Regions from separate parts of the Zea mays genome. Here all the other regions are linked to region 1. The links are chromatin contacts, called in public Hi-C maps. All regions are on one chromosome and are shown on one strand. The core of a region is the stretch at or near the end of the contact, and the rest is flanking DNA. Distances in the headings are between cores, read along the strand shown.

Region 1 (5,113 bases), core at 1,471-3,970:
TAAAACTGTAGAAAGGTCACTTGTTGAAGCAAGAATACTGCTGTTGAAGCCAGCGGATGGGGGGATGACCTGGACCACAATCCTACAACAACAACAAAACCTTTTAGTCCCAAGTAAGTTAGAGTAGACTAAAGTTGAAACGCAACAGAAGCTACAAATCAAGATTTGGTCATGTGGATATTTGTTTTCAGTTTGCTCCTAATCAAGGTTAAATCTGTGGGTATATTCTATCATTTCAGGTTTTCTTTTACTGTCGCTTCCTATGTCTTCCCTTGTATCTCTTGCCATCTCGCCTTAGAATTCCACTATACACTAATGTCTCTAGAAGTCTTTGTTAGACATGTTCAAATCATCTCAATTGGTGTTGGACAAGCTTTTCTTCAATCAGTGCTACCCCTGCCTATCACGCATATTATCATTTCAGACTCGATTCCTTCTGGTATGACCACAAAAGTATGTTTCGAAGAGTTCATAAACAACAAGCATGTTCCAAAGTGTTCATAAACAACATTGATGACGTGAAATGATCATATACAATAAGCTTACTACATGTATCAGCAGAGAACTAAAGCATATGTGATCCATGTGCAAGTCGAAAACCATAAAGGATAGATTCAATGCCAAAGACTCCTATATGAGTGGGGTCTAGAGAAGAGATAAACCGAGACAAGTTTTTCCTGCAAATGCGGAGAGGCTGTTTCAAACCTGTGACTTGGTGACTTGTTGAGACAGCTGCACCAGGTTTCAAGAACCATGAGAGGATGACTACTTGGCCACTTATATCAAGCCCTGAAACTATCATTCCCAAAAGTGGAATGAAAGCTACAAGACATCAGAAAGACGATCCTTTTTGCAAACGAAATGCCCCACTGCAACATGCCCTACACCGCAACCAAATTGTTTTCTCCTTATTGAAGAGGACTAAGGAAGCATGAAAGTGAAGAATATCGTCCTTGGCACAGCAAGAGATGAAGGGGGGCCTACCTTCTGCTACTTGCGTAATGGTGGTCACAGTAAACGGACTCGACAATTAAACTAAATTCAGTTCAGGACACTGAGATGCTGGGCGAGGACAGCGCCTTGAAAACTAGCAGTGCTGGTACAATCCCACATTTTGTTTCAGGGACAAATAATGTCACCATTAATGTATTTAAACCATAGGCAGACACGAAAGGCAATAAAATAGAAAGATATCGTCGTATAGGTGAAATCAGGGATCAGCCGCTGAAGATTTTAACAGTAAAACGAGAGCAGGATTGTAAGCCTTGGACACTGTACAAACTGGTGGACCTGGATGGAGTAATCGTGTACAACTTTGTCTCTATGCAGTCGGCGAAAGTAAACATAAAAACACACAAAATGCAGGTAAAGCCCCAAATTCTGGTGGTAATTTATAGCTAATAACAACTTTGTCTCTTTGCACACTGAGAGAGAGAGAGAGAGAGAGAGGTCACGGGCTCTTTGTAGCTCAGGAACGAAACTGATTCAGAGAAAGGGAACTGCTAGGAATCCAAAGCGGGTTCAGTTTCTCTTGATAGTCTGAGAAGAAAAATGGGGGTGGAGCGGGAAGTTCTACGAAACTCCTGTTCGCGCTGAAAATCTCGATCTTTTAACAGATCGGATCATCAGAGAAGGGCCGTTGTATGCCGCGAGGTGGAACCGTGAACTCAGCTGAGAATGAAAGTGCAAGTGCACGCATGTCTGTCTTACTCTTAACGCATCACACAGTCCATGCTGAAGCAGGGAGAGCTGAAATCGATTTATTGAAAGGTCTGATCCCACAATAATCCGAAAACCCACAGCGCATTCCTGACGAACACCAAAGGTAGGCACGACGAGGGACCAGCTGGTGAAGGAGACGCGAGGGAAAAAAACAGGAGAAAGACGGGGGGGGGGGGGGGGGGGGGGGGGGGGGGGGGGGGGGGGGGAAAGAGAGAAAAATGTAGCCGTGAACAACCCCCCCTCTCGCCAATTGCCAAATCAAAGACCGAACGGCGACAGGCACAATGTAAGAGAGGAAAGGGGAGAAGGGAGGCCGAGTGAGCAGGAACAGGCAGAGGCGGGCATGATTGTGAAGTGCCAAGGAAGCAAAGGCGACGAGGAACGGTCGAACGGAGGATGAAACAGAGGGGAGGGCGGGCGTACCGACTACCGAGAGAAGAGGAACCAGGGAAGGGACGGACGGCGCACACGTTCTTGAAGCGCTGAAAAGGACGCGCGCAATTCTTAAAGATCGGGAGCAGCTAGCTCCTCTACAAGAACGAACCCATTCCTCCCGCCTCTCTCTCTCTCTCTCTCTACCCGCTTTGGCGTTCCACAGATTTGTCGCCCCGGCCGCATCGATTGCGAGCATTAATTTAACAGAACGAAAGGTGCGATGCGTGTGTGCATTTTCGCATTAGAATAAGAATCGGAGGTAGTATACCTGAGAGAGAGGGAGTGAGGGAGACGGCCTTCTCTTTTCCAGGAGGCTGCTGCTGCTGCTGCTGAGTGTGTGAAGTGTGAACAAGACGGAGTCTTTGTGCAACTGCAGTCTGCAGAGGTGGGAGAGAGAGAGAGAGTGTGTGGAGTGGATTGGAGTGGCATAGCAGGGAAACGAAGTAGAGAGAGAGAGAGAGGCTACAACGGTCAAAATGACGGGAGGAGAAATCACCGGCGATGAGAGAGGGAGGGAGTTGAGAGAAGAGAGAGAGTGTGTGTGTGTGAGAGAGAGAGATGTGTGTGTGAAAGCAGACGCTACTGGAGGGTAGGCCAGCCAGATGCTATGCGAAACTGAATTCAGGCGTGGCCCCACATTTCTTTGTTACTAGTAGTATTTTTCTTCCCAATAATACCTCACTCGTTATTTTCTTTTTCGTCCTTTCACCAATGATTTTCTCTCTGCAAATGTTTCAGGCGTCATGGGCCTACATTGGGCCTGTTTGTTTCGGCTTCTGGCAGCTTCTGGTCACCAAAAGCTGCTGCGGACTGCCAAACGCTCAGCTTTTCAGACAGCTTCTATAAAATTCGTTGGGGCAAAAACCATCCAAAATCAACATAAACACATAATCAGTTGAGTCGTTGTGATAGTAGTAATCCGTCACTTTCTAGATCCTGAGCCCTATGAACAACTTTATCTTCCTCCACACGTAATCGTAATGATACTCAGATTCTCCTCACAGCCAGATTCTCCCCACAGCTAGATTTTCAGAAAAGCTGATCAGAAAAAAGCTGAACCAAACAGGCCCATTTTCTTTCTTAGTACTAGCATATACATTTTTTTTCTTCATGGAAATTGGTCTATGAAGGATGAAGCACATTCCAAGCAACTTAAGACCCGTTTGAATCCGCCTAACTAGCTATTAGTCGCCTTGACGAGAGAAAAAATAGGTAATTATTAGCTAATTAGTAGGTAAGACGTTAGCTGCCTTGTTAGCTGGAGCTCAAATTTGTAGTGTTCTGTGGTTAAGACGTTAGCGGCGACGGCGTAGGTAAACCGGAACCGGCATTAGTTAATTTATTTCTTCAAAAGATCAGCATTAGTTAGTTTTTTATGCTATATGGATTACAAGGATGACAGTAGGGCCTCATCGAGAAATAGCCCCCATCATCGTCACACGATGAAATTTTTTCCCGTGGATATTCTCGTGAACGTTTGCGGGAGATATTTCTTCCTCATCTCCGTTCACCGCGGGAATAAATCTGTGACGGGAATCCCATAACCACTTAAATTATAATTAGGACATACTTTCTTTGTTATTAATGCACACCGTTGTCACTTATACACATTGTCAAATGTAAGAAAACTTTATATGTACATCAAAATGAATACATTTGTATAATAAATGGTCTCTTGATAAGATAATATTTAGTTTTATCAACAATTATTACGTAGAAATATCGTCACATATAAGTTTAACTGGTCCCGCGAGAACAGGGATGGAAATGCTTCCCCGTCCCCGTTTACCTATCAGGGGGGGGGGGGGGGAGTTTTTCTCCATTTGCATCCCCAAGAAACTTTCACATAGTCATCTTCTAATGGATGGATTCCCCATAGAAAATTAGAGATAGGGCTCGTTGCCATCCCAATGGATCCAAATTGTGGCTTTGCATAAGGAATGAAACTACTTTTACAACATGTTTATTTGTTGATAATTTTTTATCCCTGTAAGGGCTAATTTGGAAATACTATTTTTTCAAGAAATTTTTATTTTTTCTAAGAGAAATTAGTTTTTTTAGAAAAATAAGAATTTCTTAGAAAAATGAGTTCTCAAACTAGCTCTAAGGGTTTTTTTTTTCTCTACCTGACTCTCTCTCTCTCTGCAAAGGAGCATTCTTGTGTTCGTTAGATTAAAAAATCTCTTTCCTTTCTCGTTGGTCCGCGATGATTTATTACGTGGCACGTGCGCATGTGTATGCGACAAAGTTTCCTACGCTAGATGATAAGAAGATGAGGTGTGGCGAAAACTTGGACCGTTCGGAGAGTCCAAAAAACAGGGTTCTGAAAACTTTGGCATGCTGCTTACCAAACTGTTTTTTCTTTTCTTTTTGGGTCCATGGCATTCGACCTCACCAGAGAAGGAGAAATCTCCCACGCCAGGAAGCTTCACTTCACCCCCTATCCTTCGCGTCCAAAACAGATGCCTTTTCGATTCATTTTCAGCTCGGTTTTTTGTTTTTTTTCACGGTTTTCTGAATTCAGTTTGGCCGTCAGCCGGCCCGTTATGCGTGACCTTCATGCATGTCGCGCTAGACGCTTCACAAAGATCTCATTCTCATGTGCTCCGGGGGACGGTCAGGGGGACAATCAAGCAAGTTCTTGTTTGCAAGTACCCAGTTTTTAAAAAATAGTTTATAGAAATTAAGATGGTTCCAAATATATCAGTTTATATTTTATTTTATAAAAATTAGATTGTCAGTTTTTTAAAAACCAATAAGCTAATATTTCCTAGCTAAAAGATAAAAATCAGTTTCCTAAAAACTAGATTCCTTCCAAAGGAAGACCTTAGTTACACCAAGAAACGCTTTTTAAAACGCAGAGAGAGAGAGCGCGCGTGAAAAAAAGAGAAGAACCTTTTGAAAATCAAAACAAACGAAAACCTTTTCCTTCACACCAAAAGACGAATTTATTTCT
Region 2 (5,113 bases), core at 1,936-4,435, 860 kb after region 1:
CAGTATACGCTCGTGGCGTGGCGTGGCTGGTCCGGTCCTCGTCTGTTCCGCGGAGGAGGATGAGGAACAGGCGGCGGCGGCACGCGCGCGCTGGAGCGATCGCTTTCAGGATTCTGCTAGGTCTGGCTACTTTGGGGCGAGACGGACGGACGAAGTGAGAGAGAGAGAGAGGCGCTCCCCGCGAGGTTTTGCCCGCCAGGACGGTGACGGCGGCGTTTTCACTTCATGCATGGATAATAAAAAGCCCTGGCTGATTTTCCTATATATCCGCAGCAGTACGAAAGTAAAATATTGATTAATGTTTGTTGTTCCTACATGATCCAGACACACTGAACGGATGATTACAAGATCTGCCGCCGCAAACCCGAACTGACTGTATTTATTTAGTAGCCGCTGATTTTGGCAGCCCCGACCTAGTCTAGCGCGCGGGATAAAATCAAATTTAAGGGTTAGTTTGGGAACACCGTATTTTTCAAGGGATTTCAATTTTTCCAAAAAAAATAAAACTAATTTTTTTGTTAAAATGAAAATCCCTTAGAAAAATGAGATTCCCAAATTAACACAAACAAAAAAAATTGTGAATGCCTTAACAACTAATGGAGATTTGCTAAGTCATTCCGTACTGGCAATATAATGACCCAGAAATTAACGAAGCAGCAGCGACGAAACAACCGTCTGACGCTTTTCTTTTCTTTTTCCTTTCCTTTCCGGCCGGCCGACTAGGACCGACAGACCTGCAGAGTGGACTTTGCCACTAGCTATCTAGCTAGGCAGCTAGCTTAACAAATCGTCATGTCCAAAGCATGCTTTGGCTGCGGACCTACTAGTATTCGTAGTAATAATCACACTAACTATGTGTACGGAGAATACTTGAGAAAAGCAACTAGGCGAGACCGACATGGACGGGTCAGATCTACCAGGCAGCCCGTGGCACAACATGATTTTAGCCCATCACAGACGCACGTCTTTATCCCAAATGCATTTGCAAATAAATTATAATATACATGATGTACTAGTTAGTGTTTGGATGGAGGGACAAGTAATAATGAAGAGAGATAGGATAGAATCATTCTAACTTGACCTACATTTGGTTTAGATGTCTAGAGTTAAGGTCAAAAAATATTTTTAAAAAATATTGAATGGTATCATCCTTCAAAAAATAAGAGACTGGATCAGCCCAGGATCAGTTGATCGTGTCCCATCCCTCGTTGACAACGAACAAAGTCATTTAGACAATCATGCAACGAGTTAAATTAAACCGGTCGGTGCAGAGTTCGCTACTCTAATAGCTAGTTTGGAAACTCAAATCTCCTTATGGATTGAAGAGAAAATTATATTAGTTCATTTCCACCTTAAATCCCCTCTAGGGCATGTTCGGTTATACTAATCCTAAGGGGATCTGAGGTTTCCAAAATAGCTCTAGTTGTTATATATATCACGCGTTGGTAGCACAACGTAAACGTGCATGCATGTTAGGGGTCGGCTAAATGTTGGCACGGAGATCTGGAAGAGAATCCCCCGCCTTGACTACGTACATGACTACACTGATCGACGCTGGACGGATGGATGAGGTCGATACGGCAAAGTATGCTGCGCACCATATTATACTTTATACATGTAGAGTCAAACGCTACAGACGGCAAAGGTAAAGCTAACCGGCGGTGGCTATATATAATAAACTCGACCATCATCACAATGCAATCATATGCATGCATGTATTGGGCTATTGGCCAAGAAGAGATATTCTAAGCATCTCGTGTTCTTAATGCTGCAATGAGCTAGCTAGCCGGGCCCAAGTAGTAGAGCTGTCCGACAGAGGAAACGAAGAGGATTCATCTATCCCTTTGTGGGGGCAAGGACCATGGACGATCATGATTCTTGAGCAACCACAGTTGACAGATGGATGGTTGGTACTGGTCGTTGATACGAGTACTAGTTTTTTTTTTAAAAAAAAAATTAGGGTTGCGGTTAGAACCGCGCAGAACAGCGCGAAACCTTTCTAGCTCCCTCGTGTGCGCGTAGTCGATCGGACAGAGAAAAAGGTTGGTGATGCAAAAGGCGCAGAGGAGTTGCATGCCCACTGAACAATGGTTATATATTTATATATAAGAACCACCATGCATGCAGCATGTTAGCTCTCCTACCTGTCAGTTTGGATCCTGGAAACCCATGGATTGTTTAAATTAATAGACTATCTTCAGCATCTTAATCATCCACATACTCATATTCAAACTTTACTCTATAAAAAGTACAGTCTACAGTATAGAACAATACAAAACATCTTTTTTTGTTAAACTATAAATAAACTGGTGCGGCTTTATGATCTGTTGTACATACATCCAAAAAAGGACAAGTGAGAGCTTGTATATATATGGACAGTAGTAGCACAAAGGCTCCTGCCTCCTAGTCCTAGTGCCACTTCTTCTCACGACTAGTAGTAGGTAGCCCAGTACATGCAGCCACGACGTTAACGTAGCCCATCCCAGCCGCGACGACAACTGGGCCGGGCGGGGCCCAATACCACCGCGCGCATGATGGGCCGCCGATCCGCCGCGGGGCGGGACACGCTTCCCGCCGCACAAGCCACAAGCCAATAATAATTCTTCCCCGACTCACCTCACGTCCTCACCCACCTTCTTGGACCAACCAAAGAAGGGATGTCTGAACCATGTACTGGTGAATGCATGTTCAGAATGAAACTCCCTCCCTTTGCCAAAATATGTGGTGAAGCCCGATAACTCCTTGGACTGTGTACGTGCTGCCAATCAGCACTACATCTTTGTTTACAATGTCAGTCCACAAATCTCAACGCAAGTTAGTTAGGAGTATAGTACAATGCCAATCGACATTACAGCCTGTTTTACCTGCCTTGCTTCTGTTACTCTAAAGATAGCTTCTCACGGCATTTGGTACCGTCGTTTAGAATTATTATAATAATAATAATACTCCTATACACCAGCTGTATACATCTTCTTCTTTTTTTTTAAAAAAAAGACAATTTAATTATTCTGCACCGAGCCTTTAACACGAGCAAAGTGCAAAGCCGAGGGTTGTAATAAAGCCGGGCCCACAGAAAAAGTCGACCAAAGCGGTTTATCTGCTGCCTCTCTTTCGCTTCCTCTCTCTCTCTCTCTCTATAGACGACGACAAGTATTTAACAGCCTCGGCGCGGCCGCCTTGCATTCTTCGCGTTTGTCCGCCAGCCCCTCCCTCGTTCGTTCCACTTCCACCTCCTCCCTCGCATCGCATCGCACCCGCCGCCCGTGATCTCCCGCGCGCCTACCTACGGCGGCCAGATGAGCTCCGCGGCGGCCGACGCCCTGCCGCCGGCGCTGCCGCCGATCAGGACCACGGCGGAGCCCGTGGCCTCGCCCTCGCCTCCAGCGGAGAAGGGGGCGCAGGAGCAGGAGCAGGAGCAGGAGGCGGAGCCCACGACGCCGACGTCGGAGGAGAGCCGGCTTCGGGCGCCGGCCGAGTGCCCTCCGGCGCCGCGGAAGCCGGCGTGGGCGCCTCCGCGGCCGCCGCCGGTGCCACCAACGCCCGCCAAGCGCAGGCTCCCGTCTTCCGCTGCGCCGTCGGCGTCGGCGTCGCCGCGCCGCGCCTTCTACCCCGTCGCCCGCGACCTCGCCGCCGTGTTCCGCGCCCTGCCGCCCAAGAAGAGGATCCGCGCGGGCTGACGGCCAGTTGCGTGCCTTGCGCACTTGCGGGCACGCACCGCGCCGACCTCACCGGCATGGTGGTACAGACTACAGAGTACAGACCTCTCGTAGAAATGGTGTGTTGGTTTATTATTTACTTGCCCTATGCTTCTTCTTCTTCTTTTTTTTAGTGTGGTTGTGCGTGCGTGTGTGTGTGGAATAGACGAAACTGTAGAGTTGGGAATTGTTCTTATTTACAGGGGGGTGATGAATTGGGGTGGGGGGAGAGAAGAAATAGAAAGCATGTAAGAGAGTTCGCAGAGATCTGTTCATTACTACATTCGTTATAGTAAACTATAGCTCACAGTTCGCCAAAATCACTCGCTTTCGCTTTCGCCTGAAGGTGAGAAAAAAAGAAGAAGGACTAATAATTGTCTCAGCTCGGTTCTGTTCAGTTCAGTCCAGTGCAGTTCTGTTTCTGTTGGTGCATGCTGCTTGACGATGGCCTTGAACTTGAAGATCTCGATAACAAGTGTGGGTGGGTGGCTGGCAGAGAGAGTGACGGTAGAGACGACCCTGCAGGTGAAGAAGAAGAGGAGGATGCGCGTTTGCGATGGAGGATTGGAGTGGAGCAAGCATGCAAAAGGAGGTGGGGGGGAATGATGGGTGGTCGTAAACGTGGGCTGCAAATGCAGGCTGGTGGGATGTGCTACTTTGTGGCCGCTATCTCTTTTGTCCCGGCACTGCACTGCACTTTGGTGTGGGAGAGGAGGAGAATCTTGTGTTCCATTCATGAGAGCGGCGTGCATTGCAATTGCAATTGCAATGCATGGGGATGATGGCTGTTGCCTGTTGGGTGGATATGCCGGCTGCTAGTAGATCTATCTATCTATACTACATGGAAGCTGGCATGCATGCTGCCCAGGACCAGGAGGCCTGGCCAGCCCAGTCCTTGTTTATCTCTGTGAATTAAGTTTCCTCTACGCTAGCTAGCTACATACATGCCTGATTGCCTGCTGCTAGTACATTCCTCCCTCAGCTCCTGGTTGCTTATTCACCACCATGCATGCATGTTCTCCCTTTTTGCTGTGCTGTCGATCGTTCTTCCGTTCGGTTGACAATGGCTGGCACAGATCGCGGGAGCCGCTTGCTTTGTCCGCGTAGCATAGCATAGCGAGCGGCCACATGCAGCCATGTGTGTGAGCTAAGGTATTGGGTGGTAGATGTGGATCCATGCATGGTGCGGTGCGTGCATGCATGCTGGGTGAGGGAGGGCCAAGTGTTTGTGGGGTGGGAGAGACAAACAAGGGGAAGAAGCTGCAGAGATTTTTCTTCCGCTCCACATGGGCTGTTGGTTGCATCTACAGTTCAGAGGCCGCCTTTTTTTTTTTTGGTCTTGGCCTCTAGGCTCAGGAACAGAGGTCCGTCCGTCAGTCCCAGGCTTGGCAGGCAGCCGCCTAGCCTGAGCCCCCCCT
Region 3 (5,113 bases), core at 1,918-4,417, 790 kb after region 1:
AAACCCATTCTTTGAACTATTAAGTTAGCCAGGTTCAAAAATTGCAAGATGATTATGAGAAATTTTTATCTTGAATGCAGTGACCCAAAGGCGCCTGGTGGTACACCTATCATGCAGCAACCTGCTCCAGTAAGCCCCATTACTAAGTTTGTGTTTACTTGCAAATTATATTGTCTAACTGTTTGTACTGATCAATGTTCAGAGGGGAAAAGGCAGACAAAGGCCACCAATAGAGAGTCGGCTGAGGGATGAGCGTGGGAATCATAGGTTCGACAGGAATGTTGATTCACCAAAACGTGATGGGTCTGGTGAAAATCCCGATGATCCTATTTATGATTCGTTTGGTGATCCAGCTATGCATGGTGCCTTCCCTCCAGATATCCCTGCTCCCCCGGTTCTAATGCCTGTGCCTGGTGCTGGGTAAGCCTGCAACTTCTGCTTGCTGATTTTAAATTTTGAATGATCAACGATGTACTCATCCAGCTCATCTCCATGCAGTCCGCTCGGACCGTTTATTCCCGCACCACCCGAAGTTGCCATGCATATGTTGAGAGATCAGGGTGCGCCGCCACCTATTGAGCCAACCGGAGGTCCACATCCTAGGAAAGCAGGGACGGGTGGTGGTCCTTCAATGCGTGGCCCATCCCCAATCTTTGGCGCTCCTTCCCCTCATCATATGCATGATCCTCGCAGAATACGAAGGTTAGTATTTACTTGTCTATCTCAAGTTTCTTTGCACTTTGCACTGCGTTTCTCATGATCATGAAGTCATCACTCTTTGAATAAAACAATTCATTTGCCACATTCTGAGACGAGGCCTTTGACAGTGAGACAAAGCAATGCGTAACTGTTTATCCGTTGCCAACTTAAGTTTGATATCATTCTGTTTTACATTTTGCCTTGATTTGTATATTGGGAGCCTCCGGACCTCACTCATGTGGGAGACTCTGGTAGTAGGTCTGTCCTTGGTTTTTGTTTTGGCCATTTCTTGTGAGTTTGAGTACCAAATTTGAACACTTGACTGTAAAATTTAAGCTGATCGGCTGATTAAAACTCCTGCTTGCTGCCACTGGAAAATGTTCTAGTTGAAGAATGGTTGGAATTTTGGATTATGGGACTCTGTTCGCTTCTGATTGCTGCAGCAACCGCTGCGGCATTCATTCAGCAGCAGCTGTTGCCTCACTTTACAACCCAAGCAGCCGCAGGAGCTTTGGCTGTGCAGCCATCTCTACCGACACTGCTATCTGCAGTCCTAGTCGTTCTCAAGTCTCAACCATGTTCTAGTACTTCTGCAACCATATTATGATCGTGTGGAATATGGCCAGTTTATAACAAATGCTTGACTAGGACGTACGTCTTTCCAGATACCTAGCGATGCAAACATTTCGTCTGTTTGGTACACCCTCTCACCAGTTCTTGACCTCACCGTGCTTGCAGCTACCAAGACCTCGATGCTCCGGAGGACGAAGTGACTGTCATGGACTACCGAAGCTTGTAGACTTCCTCCAGTTCTTGTGCATCCAGATACCTTTGTAGTCAACATTTTTAGCGCGAGAGAAAAACACCTTGCTCTTTCTAGAATCGCCGCGGAGGAAACCCCGGCAGGCTTTTTGTGTCGCGACCACTGAGATGTCAGCTTCTCAGTGTTTTGTAAAACGAAACACAGGAAGTACATTACAACTTCTCCCCATTAAACAAGGTGAAAGATTTCCATCAGTGTTTTGTTTTTTTGGTCAGCCCAGCATTGATGTACATGTACGTACCTTGGCAAATAGGGCGGGGGTTCGTTTGTCGCTGCACATGCAAATGGCAAGTGGAGTCGACTGGTGTCTGCTCTCGCAGTTTATTATATTCTGTGCCTGCCTGGAGCTGTTTCCGGGAATTCTTCATTTCTTCCCCGTGACCGTGATCCTGATCCGTGGGAGCTGGCAAGCATGCTGGTCCAGCTCGTGGACGGAAACTGTTTGGAAAGCTCCAGCCCCTGGACCTGGACCTGGAGCGCTGAGCTGGACGGGTGGACCCCAGATCCGGTCCAGTCTGTCTGTATCTGCTCACCCAATCTGGACAACACGTGGAAACACACTGCTGAGTGCTGACTGCGATGTGCGATCGCATCGCATGCATGACCCAGCGACGGTCGCGGGGGCCTCAATCAACACGGCGAACACGAAACCCAGCGGATGACAGATGCGCCGGAACGGGCGTGCCGCGCCACGCTTCCTTGCTGGCCAGCGGCGGCGAGCAGCCGGCGGTGGTCGCTGTCGGCCACCCACCGCCGGAGCCGGAGCTCTCGCTCTCGTGCCCCGGCGTGCAAGTAAATCCGTGACCCGTGAGAAAGGGAGGCGGGCGAGTACTATGATTGGGCGGCAGGGCGCTGTACCCGTACTGAGGGAAGACGAGCAGGAGCATGTGTGCGGTGGTGTGTGACCGAAGAGCCCGGGTTTCCGGCGAAGTGAGTGGCACGCGACGTGGACCGGACCGGAGCGGGATCCTGGACGGATCGCAAGCTGGACCCAGTAATGACCGTAATACCGTATGCTGCTGCTGCTGCTGCTTCCTCTTCAGCATTCCTTTTGTCGCCTGACCGATCGTCTATACATCGTATTGATATGTCATAGTACGTGACTGTTGCCGGTGCATGCAACTCCTTTTTTCGTTCTTTCTTTTTGATATATCGCGGGAGATGAATCCTGCTACGTGCTACTTGGACATGACAGTAGTGCCATGTCTGTGGTTCGCATCGATCGAGTTGTATCCTCATGCTCCACTGCTCCAGTATCCCATTATCCTTTTGGGTCCCGTCTGTGAATGAATCCATCGAGCTGCGTCTCCATTTCAAACCTGTCAGCTAAACCCGCCGCGCCAAGCTTGACTCGAGTAATCCGCAGCGTCCGATTCCGATCGTTACTTCCCGCCGGACACGGATCACTGACCGGTGGGCCACCTCCACGTCTGGACGAGCTCCCACGGTCCTGGCCATGCGCGGGCCCATGTGGCAGCGTGATGCGCCGCAAGAAGCTTCCACGAAGCTTCATGGCCGCTACCGCCTCGAGAACAAGTCCCCATTCCCGACCGCAAAAGCGGGCCGAGCCGAGGAAGAAGAGAACAAAACGAAACCCGAAGCTTTTTCCCCCATTCTTCGCTGGATATACAGGAGGATTTTCAGAGTCAGGGAGGTGAGGGAGAGAGGGCGAGGCAACTGTGTGTGTGTGTGTGTGTGTGAGCAGGCCCGCCGAGAAGAACCTTCGCGACGCCGAGGTGAGCCGCGACTGGGTTCCCGCCGGCCCCACCTGGCGTCCCCAGCGATCTCGTGGTGACGTCTGTGTGGCGCGCAGGGGTCGGTCGCGCGCGGGCGCTCGTCGGTCGGTCGGTCGGTCGGTGTCGTCTCTCCTGCGAAGGTGCCCCTGGCTGCTGCTGCCGGGGTGGTCTGATCGGGCATGGCGCAGGGGAGTTCGCCGCCGCCGCCGGAGATCCGCTCGCCGGACGAGCGGGCCGCGGCGGAGGACCCCGCCGAGGCGGAGGCGGGGGAGGTGGTCTTCGACGACGCGTTCGACATACCCCATAAGAACGCTCCGCACGACCGGTTGCGCCGGTGGAGGGTACGCGATCGTCTCCCTCCTCTGACTGTCTCTGTTCCCTTCGGATTTGGATCTTCGGTTGGCCTGTCGTGCCCCGGGGATCTGGGTTGCGTCCTCCGTGTGGTTTACCTCGATTTGGAAATCATTAGTGCGTATGCCGTACTCTAACCGTTTGAGTGTTCTCGGAGAATAAAATAAGTATACAGCCATTGTCGGTATGATCGTGACTGGGGTGTGGAGTTCGGAGTGTGGTTGTGGAGGCGTCGTTTCCATTTTCGAGGCTCCAAGCGTTCTGCCGCACGGAGAGAAGGGGAATTGCGAATGTGTGACGAGCATTTCACTGAAGAGTTATACTCCAGTGAAATGTCCCGATGCTTTGATTCGGGGGTTCAGCAGCCTCTTTTCTCCTAATGACATGCGCACTGTGCTTGTTTTCTTTCTACATTCCTACAAATGCATTGTGGATCGTGGTCTGTTTGCGGACACAACACACAATGCCTGATCCTGCCACTTTGCGCAAATTCATGTAGCCACAGAGTTTTCCAAACATTGATGCTCTTATGCAGACGAGGATACTGTCTGTAGCTTGGCTGGATTATCCCGTTGACATGCTGGGGAGATTATTAAAAGAAGCAGGCATCAATTTTATGGCAATGAGATACTAGTTGTTTCACTTATTATTACTTATTAATAGTTCAAAGTTGCTTATGTGAGATTTTTTTCATGGTAAAGCTGAAGTTTGGCCTTTGGTATACAGAAGTTTGCTGTGTCTGTGTATAGTGGATGGACACAAGCTTCTACTGTTGAGTTCTGACAAATATGGTTATTCTCTTCATTTCAGCAAGCTGCTCTTGTTCTTAATGCTTCACGACGTTTTAGATATACTCTTGACCTTAAAAAGGAGGAAGAGAAAGAGATTATAAGGAGGAAGATCCGGTCCCATGCGCAAGTTATACGGGTACTGTGTCATCTGCTTACTGAGATACCACATTTTTTTTCGTTTCATTATTTTTGTATTCTGAATTTGTATTCTCCAGGCAGCATTTCTTTTCAAAGAAGCTGGGCAAAAAGATATCAGAGGTACGACTGCTACTTCATAGATATTTAACCTCTGTTTTTGTGTTCATTTTTATAGAAACATGTTACTATTATGCCATCAATTATCATCCCATCCTTATAAAGGCTAGTGCCTAGTGATAAAAAGGGCAACAAATTTATGTTTTCATTGTTCATTTTCAAAAACTATAGCATCTTCCCTGGTAGCAATGCACCTAAGAGCACAGTTCTATATAATATAGAATTAAATGCTTCGGTGGCCTCTGAACTTGGCAAGGAATGCCACTTAGGTCCACAAACTTTAAAAATGTATTTCTAGATCCTTGCTTGAACTTGTTAGGTGTTGTACCACACATCCCTAAACTTGTAAAAAAAAGGTGCATCACAGGTCCAATTGTGGACTACACCGACCACTGTGGTGTGCCACTTAACAAGTTTGAGGATCTAGAAATACATTTTCAGAGTTTGTTGACCTAAGT

The links. Hi-C and Micro-C count contacts between places; a contact is called where the count stands out from the background.
Region 2: a contact with region 1 is called in a Hi-C map of ear, with 3 times the contacts expected there. The contact joins the promoter of LOC100274798 here to the promoter of LOC103642456 in region 1. A contact is called at or near these places in 2 of 25 Hi-C or Micro-C datasets (ear and tassel).
Region 3: a Hi-C map of ear shows a contact between it and region 1, with 1.9 times the contacts expected there. The contact joins the promoter of LOC100383276 here to the promoter of LOC103642456 in region 1. A contact is called at or near these places in 4 of 25 Hi-C or Micro-C datasets (ear, endosperm, leaf and 1 more).

What each region holds. Positions count from the first base shown.
Region 1 is chr1:194,965,697-194,970,809 of Zm-B73-REFERENCE-NAM-5.0, forward strand. LOC103642456 (protein ROLLING AND ERECT LEAF 2) reads right to left here and starts at 2,721. Exons shown (of 6, transcript XM_020546612.3): 1 at 2,426-2,721; 2 at 1-82.
Region 2 is chr1:195,821,683-195,826,795 of Zm-B73-REFERENCE-NAM-5.0, forward strand. It overlaps LOC100274798, which reads left to right and starts at 3,186. Exons shown (of 1, transcript NM_001374114.1): 1 at 3,186-4,015. The coding sequence starts at 3,297. The coding sequence ends at 3,677.
Region 3 is chr1:195,750,529-195,755,641 of Zm-B73-REFERENCE-NAM-5.0, forward strand. LOC100383276 reads left to right here and starts at 3,168. Exons shown (of 34, transcript NM_001367907.1): 1 at 3,168-3,599; 2 at 4,420-4,536; 3 at 4,616-4,658. The coding sequence starts at 3,438. It overlaps LOC732796 (serrate RNA effector molecule), which reads left to right. Exons shown (of 12, transcript NM_001308505.1): 9 at 81-129; 10 at 203-420; 11 at 499-702; 12 at 1,438-1,799. The coding sequence ends at 1,498.